2 separate regions of the Mus musculus genome follow, and region 2 is linked to region 1. The links are chromatin contacts, called in public Hi-C maps. All regions are on one chromosome and are shown on one strand. Each heading gives the region's core, a stretch centred on a gene start, on an enhancer-like site or on the middle of the called end of the contact. The rest is flanking DNA. Distances are from core to core; before and after follow the strand shown.

Evidence for each region. Hi-C and Micro-C count contacts between places; a contact is called where the count stands out from the background.
Region 2: a Hi-C map of liver shows a contact between it and region 1, with 4 times the contacts expected there. The contact joins two enhancer-like sites. A contact is called at or near these places in 3 of 39 promoter capture datasets (3T3-L1-derived adipocytes, the HPC-7 cell line and liver), 1 of 484 Hi-C or Micro-C datasets (liver), 1 of 115 datasets of contacts at active chromatin or transcription factors (embryonic stem cells) and 1 of 9 other capture datasets (adipose tissue).

Annotation. Positions count from the first base shown.
Region 1 is chr9:63,411,967-63,418,185 of GRCm38.p6, forward strand. All of the region lies in intron 1 of Gm16759 (a long non-coding RNA gene), which reads left to right. Among named protein-coding and RNA genes, the nearest start is that of Gm16759, 16 kb to the left of the region's middle. Within about 2 kb of position 2,280, at least 4 of the 459 cell types and tissues checked have an H3K27ac peak or open chromatin away from gene starts, as enhancers often do. A contact at or near this core is called in liver, where this site is marked.
Region 2 is chr9:63,531,763-63,537,981 of GRCm38.p6, forward strand. Iqch (IQ motif containing H) reads right to left here. Exons shown (of 22, transcript NM_001311098.1): 8 at 4,473-4,552; 9 at 2,575-2,613. Gm16759 (a long non-coding RNA gene) reads left to right here. Exons shown (of 5, transcript XR_003948339.1): 5 at 1,415-2,242. Among named protein-coding and RNA genes, the nearest start is that of Gm39358, 31 kb to the right of the region's middle. Within about 2 kb of position 3,364, at least 44 of the 459 cell types and tissues checked have an H3K27ac peak or open chromatin away from gene starts, as enhancers often do. A contact at or near this core is called in liver, where this site is marked.

The DNA of each region.
Region 1 (6,219 bases), core at 1,030-3,529:
CAGTGAGAGACCTTGTCTCAAGGAAAAAATGGGGAGTGCAGCTAAGGAACAATACCCAATGTTAGCCTTTGGCTTACACACACACACACACACACACACACACACACACACACACACACACACACACAGAGAGAGAGAGAGAGAGAGAGAGAGAGAGAGAGAGAGAGAGAGACTTCCATCAGAAAAAATGTGTGCATTTTAACGAGGTATTTCAAAGCCAATACAAATTTAACTATTTGATAATCACAGCCCATTGGGTAATAGATGAGAAAGATTAAGAAGCTATACAATTACAAAAATAAGCTCAAAATATCTTTATCCATTGCTTCTAATAAATGAAAGAACAATGCCAGAAAGAGAAAAACCCACCTTTTTCTGTGGCATGTAAAAGTATGTCTTTCTAATGCTTTGATGATGGAAGCATAGGACCATCAAATTCTCGAGCTGGAAGGAAGCAAACACCAGCTACGTTTCCTACTTTATGAACTAGGAAACTCATGGCTAGAGAGGAGAAAGCACTGTTTGTTAATAAATAGATGGGACCAAAACCACACTAAGACATAACAAATCTAAAGCAGATGCCGTATATATTCCATACTACTTACAATTTGTGAACACCAGATCAACATTATTGTGTCCTTCAAAATCCTTAGGGCGTGGGGAGTGGGACCATTTTCCTGTTAATGCAGTCTCTATTTGGGCAGGTATAACACAAAAGTCATGGTGTGGAATGAATTCTAGAAGGGAGGAAGAATGGTACGCTTAGAATTAAAACAGTTTCCATAGTGCTGAGGAACTTGGCATTACTCTCTGGTAGCATCCTTAGCCGCTTGGAGCTGGGTGGTGGTGATAAGGTTTTCAGGCTGTCACCCATAGCTCATTATCACTTGAGATAGTACACCTTTTATATGTTTGTATGCATTTCTGTGTAAACCTTTCCCATACAATTAGATTGTTTCGTTTTTTTCCATTAATGTCACACAGGTTCATTGTGCAACAGGAAAAAACAACCAAACAAACAAACCATGATCCCATCGTTAAGAAGTAGGCATTGTTCCACCATTTCAGTGGTGTTCCTATAGCTTCAACACTGGCTTATGAGGTCTCAAGCACTGACATTATCTGTAAAGCTCAAGGCTTCATCCTGTAGAGTCCAGCTTCTTAAACTTTGAGTTGTGACCCCAAATGAAGTTGCATAATGGAATATGGCGGTAGCAAACCTAAACCTTAATTCAGAATCAAGCACGGACTGGCCTGGGTTTCTGGCAGTGCTTGCTCATTGCATCTCACAGCCTCACTCCACTTTGGTTCTGAGCACAAGACACTGTCAAGCTATGATGTGCCAGTTAATCCAGCCTGGATCATCCCTGCTCAGATTCAAGACGATTGTATGTTATAAGCTGAAGTATTTTTACTATGTGTGCAGAGTTTTCTGTTCTTGCAGAAACGTAAGAGTTTAATTACTGAAAACAAAGACTTTTAATGTCATACTGTCATCTATCAAATGTAAGCACCAAATTAATATCTTTACATTAAATTGTGTTACAAGTATTTGGTTTAAAAATAGTTTGAAGTAAAACATGTTTGAATTGCTTACTTAAATTTCATAAAAATCATTCAATAAATTTGGCTTGGCATTAGGACAGAATTTCCAACAATCTCTGAAATGTCCTAAATACACTTATGCCATTCAGTACTACAAATTTATAAAAAAAAATTGACATAAAAGTATTTGCCTACTTTAAAAATTATTGAAGATGTATGCTTTGCAGTACCAAATGTTAAGCTGATTCAATTCTTTATGTAAAAATAAGAAAATTTGTCTATCTCATTAGTGGGGAAATTTTCTTTCATCTTTAATAAATGGCAAAATTATATGCATATAAATTTAGCATAAGTTGTTGACTTATCAGTAATTTTTTTAATTGACAGGCATATTTTATATACCTGTATGCCCAGAGCTATGTAAAAGTTCTTTGGGTGAAAAGGTGTTAGTAGTGGAAAGAGCTTAGGAAGCCCTGTTCTAGGTATTCCTAGCGCTCCTTACAGTTGCTGGAGAAAGCTCAAGTTTGCTAAAAGAATTTCCTTTTTATTTAGGTAAATACATGAAGCTAGAGCTCCTAACATCCTCCTCTGTGGGAAGCAAGGAGCTTGCATTCCTAAGTGAGCTTCACACGAAACAGCTCCTTTCTTCTTGTTATTTTTCATCTCTTACTCTACTAAGCAGCTTTCTGCTTTCGATTTCATTTTCTTTTCATAATGCCCAGTTACCTCTTTAACAATCAAAATTGATCACAGTTGACATTGGACTCTTACCCCATTGCTGTAACTAGTACAGTCCTGATTAAATATACCCGTATCCACTTTAACCAGTATGTGGTCTTATTTATCTTTAAGACTATTTACAGAGTATAGTTCAATGTTTCAAAGTATGCATTTATCCAAAAACCCATTTACATTTCAACCAGTGACTATTGTCCCTTTATTACCCTCCCACTTCCCCTTGCCCTAGTCCACCCCCAGGCAAGCATTTCCTGCAATTTCTGATTTCTAGAATGTTAAATATGTACACTCTTTCTGTCTGCAGTTGTTCATTCTATGGGAATAGAGATTCTTGTATGCCATCGCGTTTATCAGCATATCATTCTTTCTCATTGCTGAATAGTGTCCCATTGTGTCATATCATTCAGTGGTTTTTTTCTTCATGGGCAATGGGTTCTTTCCAGTTTTTATTTGGAAGTTCTAATAGACTTTTATTGCAAGTACTTCTATTAGCATGGGTTTTCTTTTTCTGTTGGGTAAATACCTACAAGTACAATGGCTAAATTATGTGGTAGGCATAGTAACATATGGTTTCTAATAGTTACATAGAGGTCTTATGGGTTTCATATTTCTCATAAATGGAAATAATCCATAAAAAGACTTGTTGAACATTTATACCATTCATGTTTTTCACTACTGTTGCAAATTATTGGAGTTTGTTGTTTCATCCTTTCCTCCCTTCTTTTCTTGTATGTATGTATGCATGTATATATGAATGTATGGTGGCACCCACACAGAACACATGTATGTATACATAGTGATAACTGCAGACATGAAGCAAAATTTACAGAGTGGCAAAGAAATGTTTTTGAGAAAATCCATTATTCAAAAACAAAATATAAAGCCAGTGGTTGGGAAGATGACTCAGTCAGCAAAGTGCTTACCGTGAAGGCGTGAAGGCCCAGACCCATGGAGTTGTTGTTGTTGTTGTTGTTTTCATTTGTTTTGTTTTTAAAAAGCCAGTCACAGTGGTTAGCCTTGTAATCCAGTGCTGGGAAAGCTGAGACAGGTGGTTACCAGAGGCCTACTGGCCAAGTATGTAGCCTAGCCTACCTGGGGAATTCCAGGCCAGTGAGACAATCTAACTTAAAAGGAAAGATAGACAGTACCTGAACAATGACACCCAGGGTTGACCTCTGGCCTTCACATTTGTATGCATACACGAGTGCCTTCCCAATGCAAACACAGAAAGTGAAAAACTAAAACAAAACCTCCCAAACCTATTTAAAACATTAGTACTAAAGCTGTATTTTCCTGTGCTCTATTTAGGTCGTTTTTACCAACAGATTTGTAAACAGCAGGGACGTGCTTGTTATTTACTGTTTTGGTGTCTTCCCCTCATTTACATAAATACCCCAGAAACCAGCAGTTTAAAACTAATAAAAGCCAAGGCCCTCCATCAAGTGCAATAAAGTTTCACAACCATGAGTTAGATTGTTAGAGAGAAAAATAAACCTGTATATGTAGTTATGAAGGTTTTTTCCCCCCTAGAAAGTGTATAATCACATTTCAAAGTTAGAACTTTCATTTGAAGTAGCAGTGTAATAATAATGCTTAAACATTTATGCAGAATGTTTCATCTTTGAAATACTCTCCCAACATTGCCTATTTAATCTCTGTGGCTTCCCTAAGGAGCAGGTATTAGCATCTGCCATTTATCTAGATGGAATATTGTGGAAGGTATGAGTAGACTAAAGAGAGGGAGAGCTATAACACAAGCTTCCTGACCCTTATTAAGTCTGTGTTTCTTTGGGATGTAGCGCCAAGAAAATACAGCAGGTTTCAAAAAGTGATATAAAAATAGTGCACTTTACCTCAGGCTCTTAGATACAGTGCTGACTATTTTGAGGCATGTACTGTAGAAGGAATAGTGTCTCGGTACATTCTGTGCTGCTATAACAAAATACCCGATGATAGGTTCTTTATAGCAATGAGATGTTTATTTGTTCCTCAGCTACTGGCTACAAAGTCCAAACGACATAATGCCAGCATCTTACTAGGGGCCCCTTGGTTGTATGACAGGAAGGGAAAGGGAAACAAACAGCTGTCTACAGAAGTCAAGCATGTATGGTACCCTTGTTTTATAGCAGGCTTTTGTGAAAAATTAACCCCTTTCTTGGAGGACTGCATTAACTTCATCCAAGGGTGATGCCCTGTGACCTAACTATCTTTCATCAGAGTCTGATCTTCCAGCTCTCAAAACTGTTCCACCTGAGCTAGAGAAAGTACCCAAGGAGCTAAAGGGATCTGCAACCCTATAGGTGGAACAACATGAACTATCCAGTACCCCGGAGCTCTTGACTCTAGCTGCATATGTATCAAAAGATGGCCTAGTCGGCCATCACTGGAAAGAGAGGCCCATTGGACACGCAAACTGTATATGCCCCAGTACAGGGGAACGCCAGGGCCAAAAAAATGGGAATGGGTGGGTAGGGAAGTGGGGGGGGGTATGGGGGAATTTTGGGATAGCATTGGAAAGGTAATTGAGGAAAATATGTAATAAAAAATATTTTAAAAAATTGTTCCACCTGAAGACTAAGCTGTCAGCACACTAATACCATATAATGAAGGGGAAAGGATCCTCGGCACACTCTGTTTGCACCTGCAGTGGATTCAACCAAATGTTTTCTAGTAAGAAAAGCAAAGGCAGGCTCTGGCCATCCCCTCCTGAGCATCCCAGTCTTGTCTAATCTGGGAGATGAGCAGGGCCTAGCCTGGTTAGCACTTGGAAGGGAAAACAGGACAAGCAAATGCTCCCTCTCTCTCTTGCTTCCACCACCACATGATCTCGCCAACTTAGAGTTTCCAAATAAGACTATGATTAGTGCATTTGAGGAATTGAACAAATGAGCTCTGCACATTAAAGCTAGAAGAACAGTAAAATAAAACTAATGAACATTTATACTTTTGGAAATATAATTAATGTATGCTTGAGAAATTTTGAAAGATAAACATTTAAATGTTAAGATACTTATTACTTTCCCCACAGGGACAATGTGGAGAATTAATGAGATAACAAATGCAAAGAGCTTTGAGCTCTTTAGAAGAAAGGTGCCAGATGAAAACAAATGGTTATTAATTATTAAAGCTATCAGATGCTCACTAATACATTACTCATGATAGGAAGTATATTTTCACACTTGAAAAACAGGATGTTTATAGTTCTTAGGATGGCACAGATGAAATGACCCCTTTCCTTAGTCACTTACCATCTTGTCAGAAGTCCCTTCTACTTCTAGACCTCATACTCAGTTCTTAAGTCTTCACATTGTGACTTCCCTATTTCCAAACTCCAACCCTTTCCTAGTGTCATTTCCCTACCAAAGTCTTACAGATCTCACACCTCAGGAGACCTCTGTTGACACCATTTTCTTTCTCCCTTATTTATTTGGTCACATAATTGTGATGTCTTAGGATGCTGCCAATTCACAAATATATTTTCTGTTATATTAATATTTATTGTAAGTGTCATACAAAAAAAGTTACAAATATACTAGAATAGCCATCAGAGAGACAAACTTAATGCTTTGCAAAGGGAGGGGGATGTGAGGTTGGGGGGATGATAATTGTCCTGGTCAGTGTTCTTTTTTTTTTTTTTTTTTTTTTAAAGATTTATTTATTATTTATTTATTATTATATGTAAGTACACTGTAGCTGTCTTCAGACACTCCAGAAGGGGGAGTCAGATCTCATTACGGATGGTTGTGAGCCACCATGTGGTTGCTGGGATTTGAACTCTGGACCTTCGGAAGAACAGTCGGGTGCTCTTACCTGCTGAGCCATCTCACCAGCCCCTGGTCAGTGTTCTATTGCTGTGAAGAGACAATGTGACCATGCAACTCTTTTTGAAGAAAGCATTTAGTTGGATCTGGCTTACAGTTTTAGCAGTTTAGTCCA
Region 2 (6,219 bases), core at 2,114-4,613, 120 kb after region 1:
TGATGTGTATAAATAGGATCATTTACATGCAATAAATATCCAGCAATATGAACAAGATTATAAAAGGAATCTGTGCAGCGCCTTGTTTTGTCAATTATTTTTTCCATGAAAAAGGTGCTTTTCAAGTAAAAGTGTAGAATTAAGTTTACTTGAAAGCTTAATGCCAAAATGCTTAGGTGGGAGGAACAATTTATTATGGAAAATTAAAACAGATTCTAAAAGATTCTGCAGTTTCCTGTTTGGAGGTTTCCCCCACCCCTTAATCAATAAACTGTTAAGAGACAGAAGCAGAGAGATAGACAGAGAGGCAGAGAGACAGAAAGACAGACAGGGGGAGACAAGGAGACAGAGATAAGAGAGACAGAGAGAAACATAGAGGGATGGATGGACAGACAGACAGGAAGACAAAGAGACAGAAATATGGGGAGTCAGGGAGAAGAGTGAAGAGAGACAAGGAAACAGAGAGGCAGAGATAGAAAGACAGAGAGACAGAAGGATAGAGAGACAGACAAAGAGGTAGAGATATAAACAGACAGAGAGGCAGAGGGGAAGAGACAAACATTAAGTGGCTTTTGACTATATATACATATATATAGTCAAATATATATATATATATATATTATATTATATATATAATAACTTGGGCAGCATTGAACCTGTCACTGCTTTGATCTGTTCTCATTTCCTTTTACATATATATTTATATATTCTAAATAATTATATAAAATGTTTAAATTTTAAATTAAAATATTAATTTAAAATATTTTAAGTTTAAAATATAAAATAAATATAAAATATATTATATTTAATATAAAATAATTATATTTAATACAAAATATTTTATATATATAAAGGAAATGGGAACAGATCAAGGCAGTGAAAGGTTCAATGCTGCCCAAGTTTATCTAATAAAAAATTTGACAGCCAATGCATCCATAAAATATTAAGTTTTCCACTGAGACGATCACAAGAATATACTAGAAAGATATTAAAGAAACTAACACTATACAGGTGACTAAGAAACAAATAACCCTCGCTCGCCCCAGCTTCCCTAATGCTGGGACTCCAGACCTGCCTCACTATGCCCAGCAATCTTTGACTATCTGTTTAATGAATCTAGAAAACACAACAGGCTATCTAGATTGAAGCTGAGACAGCAGAGATGACAACCGCTATCTGATAAGGAAGGAAGCAAAGGCGCAGACTTATCAGCTAAGCATTCGGCACTGGAAAGAGAAAGCATTACATACACTGGGCGGGAGACGTGATACATTTTAGAAGGATTATCATTGTGAATGACTGAGATTTGTAGGTTTCTCACGCTCTGGGGTTTGGGAGTCATAGAATCACTTTCCTGTGCCAGCTCTGTCATCTACCTTGGATGACTTATCTCTCTCTGTCTACTTCCTCCTAGGGGAATAACAGCACCTACCGGCTGGACATGGGAACACAGGGGAGGCAGCCCTCAGAAGGTCAGCACCAGAGGCCAGTGCAGGGCAGGCACCAGTGCAGGTTAGCACTGCACTTACACTAAGAGTAGTATCTGCAAGACTGGCCCCTAGGAAAGAGCTAACCTGGAAGACAAGCCTTATACTGGCCTTTACCTCTGGCTGGCCAGGGACAGTGATAGCACAGATATTCTTCCATCAACCCCAGGGTTCCTCGGGCATGGGAGGTGCATTGTGTCACATACACAGGATATGCTGACACCACAGGAATGGTTTCCAAATGCCAGATAAATAAAGCTCTGGGGTTCTTCACGCACGGTCTCTTTTCAAGGTACAGAGTACGATGGTTTCTACACAGTGAGAACTCCTGGTACTGAGGCAAGGTCTGGGAGCAGTGTGTCTGGGTCAGAAGGACTGTCTGTCTTGCAGTCACTGTTGCAGATCCAGCCTTCCTGCACCAGCACTGGGAACAGGCAGAAGACAGCTAGCTCCCTCCTTGAAAGGGGGCACTCCTGGATGTCAGAGAGCCCAGCACATTCCAAGTGCAGTTTTCCTGCTAGCGCAGGGCCCTGATGGGACAGACCTTACAGGAGTGTACTTGCCATATGTGGGGACCGGTTCACTTTTTTTTTTTTTTTGGTTGTTGTTGTTGTGAACAGTTTAAATTCTATTTCCCCAGCCTACTTTACAAATGTAGTACATGTACATACACACTCACACACGTTTGTGTAAGTACAAATGAATGTGTGTACACATGTCAGCACATGCCAATAAACTACTACATTCATTTTTAACATCTTGCTTCCTTGTAAATATACTCTTAAATGAAAATCTTTGATGCTAAAAACACACAATTCAGACCCATTTTGAGGATGAGACATCTTTTGTTTGGGCAGTGACATGATTCAGTCCTCATAGAGAGCAAAGAAATGTTTTTCACTTTCCGCAACCACAATTATTTTTTTTTAACCATGGTCTAATTTCTTTTATAAAGAAGGGAAGCGCAAAAGAACTTTTGTTGCCAACTCCAGCTGTCAAGCGGCCTCCCACACTTCTGCCCTGAAGCAAAAGAAAGGGACATCAGGTGACAGATCCCAAATTCCAACTAGTCACACAAATTACAGACCTTTCTTCTGAGCGGTCCTCTTGACCTTTTGGCTCTCCCCTACAAGGGAGAAGGAGACACAGTTTAAATCAAAATGACTCTCCTGGGAAGTTTTACAAAACAAATAGAAGGCTCAGAGTCCTGGTCACCCTTTGCCTTTCTTCCCTTCCCCCACTGGGCCCGCTGTTCCCTACCCACACTGGCGGGAGCTAATGATTAGAGGGCTTTCCCACCCCCAGACATCAATGCTGTGCACGCCAAGCCCCACTTGCCTTTGAGGAAAGGGTTTGAGAAAGGAAAGATTTACATACATAGTTATAAACGGATGCTGGGTTCCACTTCCAGGGAACACTGCAAGAGGCATCGTAAGAAAGGGCTGACTGTGGCGTCTTGCCTGGGGTGGGAGCCTGGCAGAGGGTCTGCAATAGCTCCAATGTGGAGCTCGGCACTCTGCACTTTTCTCTTCACCTTTAACATCCGTGCCCAGTTTACCATACCACTATTAAGGAGTCAGTTTGGAAATGTACCAACTTGAAGCCACAGCCTTTAAATATTACTACTTTTAACGTTAGGGGAAATCTTTGCAAGTCAACAGAAGAAAATAATGCCAGGGCTAATAAGCATTTAGAAAAGACATTATTGTTTGATTTTTTTATGAGGCAAACTGCTTACTGGCTAAAAACTCACTCTGATATGTGTATTCCCTGTAGATTTGTTCTGTATAAAACAGAGCTGAGTTCTCAGTTGGAGTGAGAATCTAAACAGGTGCCTGGGCCTAGTGACATTATGCACATTAGCCCCTGGCCTGCTCACAGCCTGTTAAACAGCTGAAGTTGAAACAATGGTGGTGCCGGCCAGGCACCGCCGGAGGCCTGTCTGCCTTGGGATTCAGCCATTTGCATTGATTTTTTTTTTAACTCATGTTTTTCATGAAAACACAAATATTTGCCATGGCAACTGGGTTGTCACATGACATGCTACACCATAAGCAGCCTGGCAATCTCTTAAGGGGAAACGGCGCACCAGTGTGGAAAAGGCACCTGGCTCCTCATGAGGATGTCTGGGCATCAGAGGCAGGGAGGGCGGGGAGCAGCCTACTCTGAGAGAGTGGGGTTCATCTCCCTGCGGTCCCTTCTAATCCCTTCTTTCTTTTTTTCATGAGAACAGCTAAAAACATGACTACACAAGTCATACCAGAAAAAGTACTGCCAGATGTCCCCTTTTGATGGAGAAAAGTTTTAATTATCCTAAATCTGTCAGTGGTCCTTAAAATGAGAAAACAACCTACAGAAAAGCCCAGCCCCTTTAAACTGGGGGCATCTTCAGGAGAGTGAATTACACGGCCATGTGAGGGACTAATGTTAGAGAATACAGTCTCCTTCCTCTTCTCCATTGTGGTTTTCTGTGAATACCTAGAGAGCTTGTCTTTTCTTATGCTTGAAGACAAATGAGATATGGGAAACGCCTCTCAGTACCACACTGCATATGCTACAGATGTAGATGTGGATGGAAAACAAGTTACTGCACCCCAGACTTCTGGTCCCTGAGCAGCTGCTAGCATAGGCTGATCACTTGCCTGCCACTCTCAAAATACTGCAGTGGCTCTGCTCACCTTCAGCCCTGCCTATAGTGTCCTGGCAGAGTTGACTTCTGCATTCATTTTCCCTTTTAAAGTAGGAGCTGACTGTGTAGTTCAGTGGTGAGCTCTTGCCTAGCATGTGGGAGGCCCTGCATTTGATCCACAGCACCACAGAGACTAATGATAACCATAATAAGATAAACTGCTCCCTAACAGCCACTGAAATACTGCTTACTCCTGTGTGGAAGGAACAACTCTACAGTGTGTCTGTTACACAGAATCACATAGGCAGCCTGCACACGGGGCAGCTTGCCCTCCTCTGTGGTAGACATATGTGTACCTTGGGTATTTCTATCTGGTGAGAAGGCTCCTCCACTTCTTCAGGAACTGGGCGTGGCTTGAGAGCGAGAGGAAAGGAGGCTGTGGACAGAGGCAGGACAACATTACTCCTTCCAGAAAGACAGGCTAGGCCATCTGGTGCATCCTATGGGGTTCAACTTGAAAGTCAGATGGCTGGCATCCACTGTATGCTTACTACCTGCATTTCCTGTACCCATTCTGTGACACCGCTGGGATTCTTGTCTCCAAAGCAAAATCTATGATAAGGCAACTACTTCTTTAGAAAATAAGGTCAGCCCGCCTTATGCAAATGCCTAGAGGAAAGCTAGATCTAAAAGGCAGGAAGAGTAGAGAGGAAAATTTGTTTCTTTAAAAAAAAAAAAAAAAGACTCCCTTAATTTAATTAGCCAAATTTCCAGGTTTATGTACAAGATAATTAATATAGTTGCATATGATGAATTATTTTATTGGGTAGCTATTTAAAAAGATGACTAAAACTTAAACTGACTTGGGAAAACTGATATGATGAATAATGCTATAAAGATTATTTCTGAGATAATTAACCTATAGGCAATAACACTCAATCATATCTGTCCTGCTGATGGGCAGCAAACTCAGCTACCCTTTGCAGAGAGCCCAAGCCCTGCATTCTAGGGGAGAAAAAAAAAACCTTATAACAACAGTCTTTGAAAACCTGACTGACACTGAACAACACTTAATACATGATATGTGATAGATAGCTGAGAGCTTCCTTGGAGGACTCGCTTTCTCAGCCTGGAGCTGGGCTACCAGGACTCTTTTCAAGCATCTTCTTAAAGGCAGCAAGAGTTTCAGAGCGTCACAACCTGGCACACAAGGGATTGCATCTGGCCCAGTCTAACACATTCTCTGATTCTCCCAGCTTCTAGCAAGTCTCTCTGTGACAGCTCACCATTACGCTGACCAGTGCACCATGGTGTCCACCAACCCCAAATATTCAGTCTAAGCATGTCTAAATAGGAACATTGATCCTATCCCTGGATGTTCACGTTCCCTGTCTTCCTTGTGGCTGTCATGCCACCTGATAGATTTAAGAGAGAACGTGCCCACCACCACCATTTTCCTACCTGCAATGTGTATGCAAGGCCCAAGTTGACTAGAGGAGCCTTACAGTCAAGAAAAGGTAAACATGACTATGAAAGGAGGGGTCACTTAGAAGAAGCCCCTGATAGTCTGTCCTCTCACCCCAGAATGAATAGCTATTGCCCAAAAGACTAAAACCAGAATGTCTGGCAAAGAGGTGGATAAAAGGAGCACACCCTCACACACTGTCTGTGAATGACAGAAAATAAGGCGGAGACACCAACCCAGTGCTAACCCAGTGCGAGCAGACTGCTCTTACATCTGCTGGGCTACACTGGCTTACAGAGCATTCTAGGGAAAGAAACAGCAGGCTTGAGGTTAGCTGGTCAGGCCCTGCTTGGCTGTGGGCAGAACATTTCCAAATAAGGGCATGGAAGGAGCACGTTGTCTAATGCAGCCTGGTGCAAAACTGCAAATTCCGAAGACTTTAATCATGGGTTTCTATTTTTCTGCATGGGATATGTCCATTAAAGGAACTGAAACCCACTGTAGCCTTGAAAGCAACTCATTGGTTACAAGAGATAAAATGGTGTCACCAATGTTAAGTTCTATTAATGGGAACATAAAATTATGGAAAATAGAAGTTTCACCAAAATTAAAAACAGAATTACCATATGATGTGATGA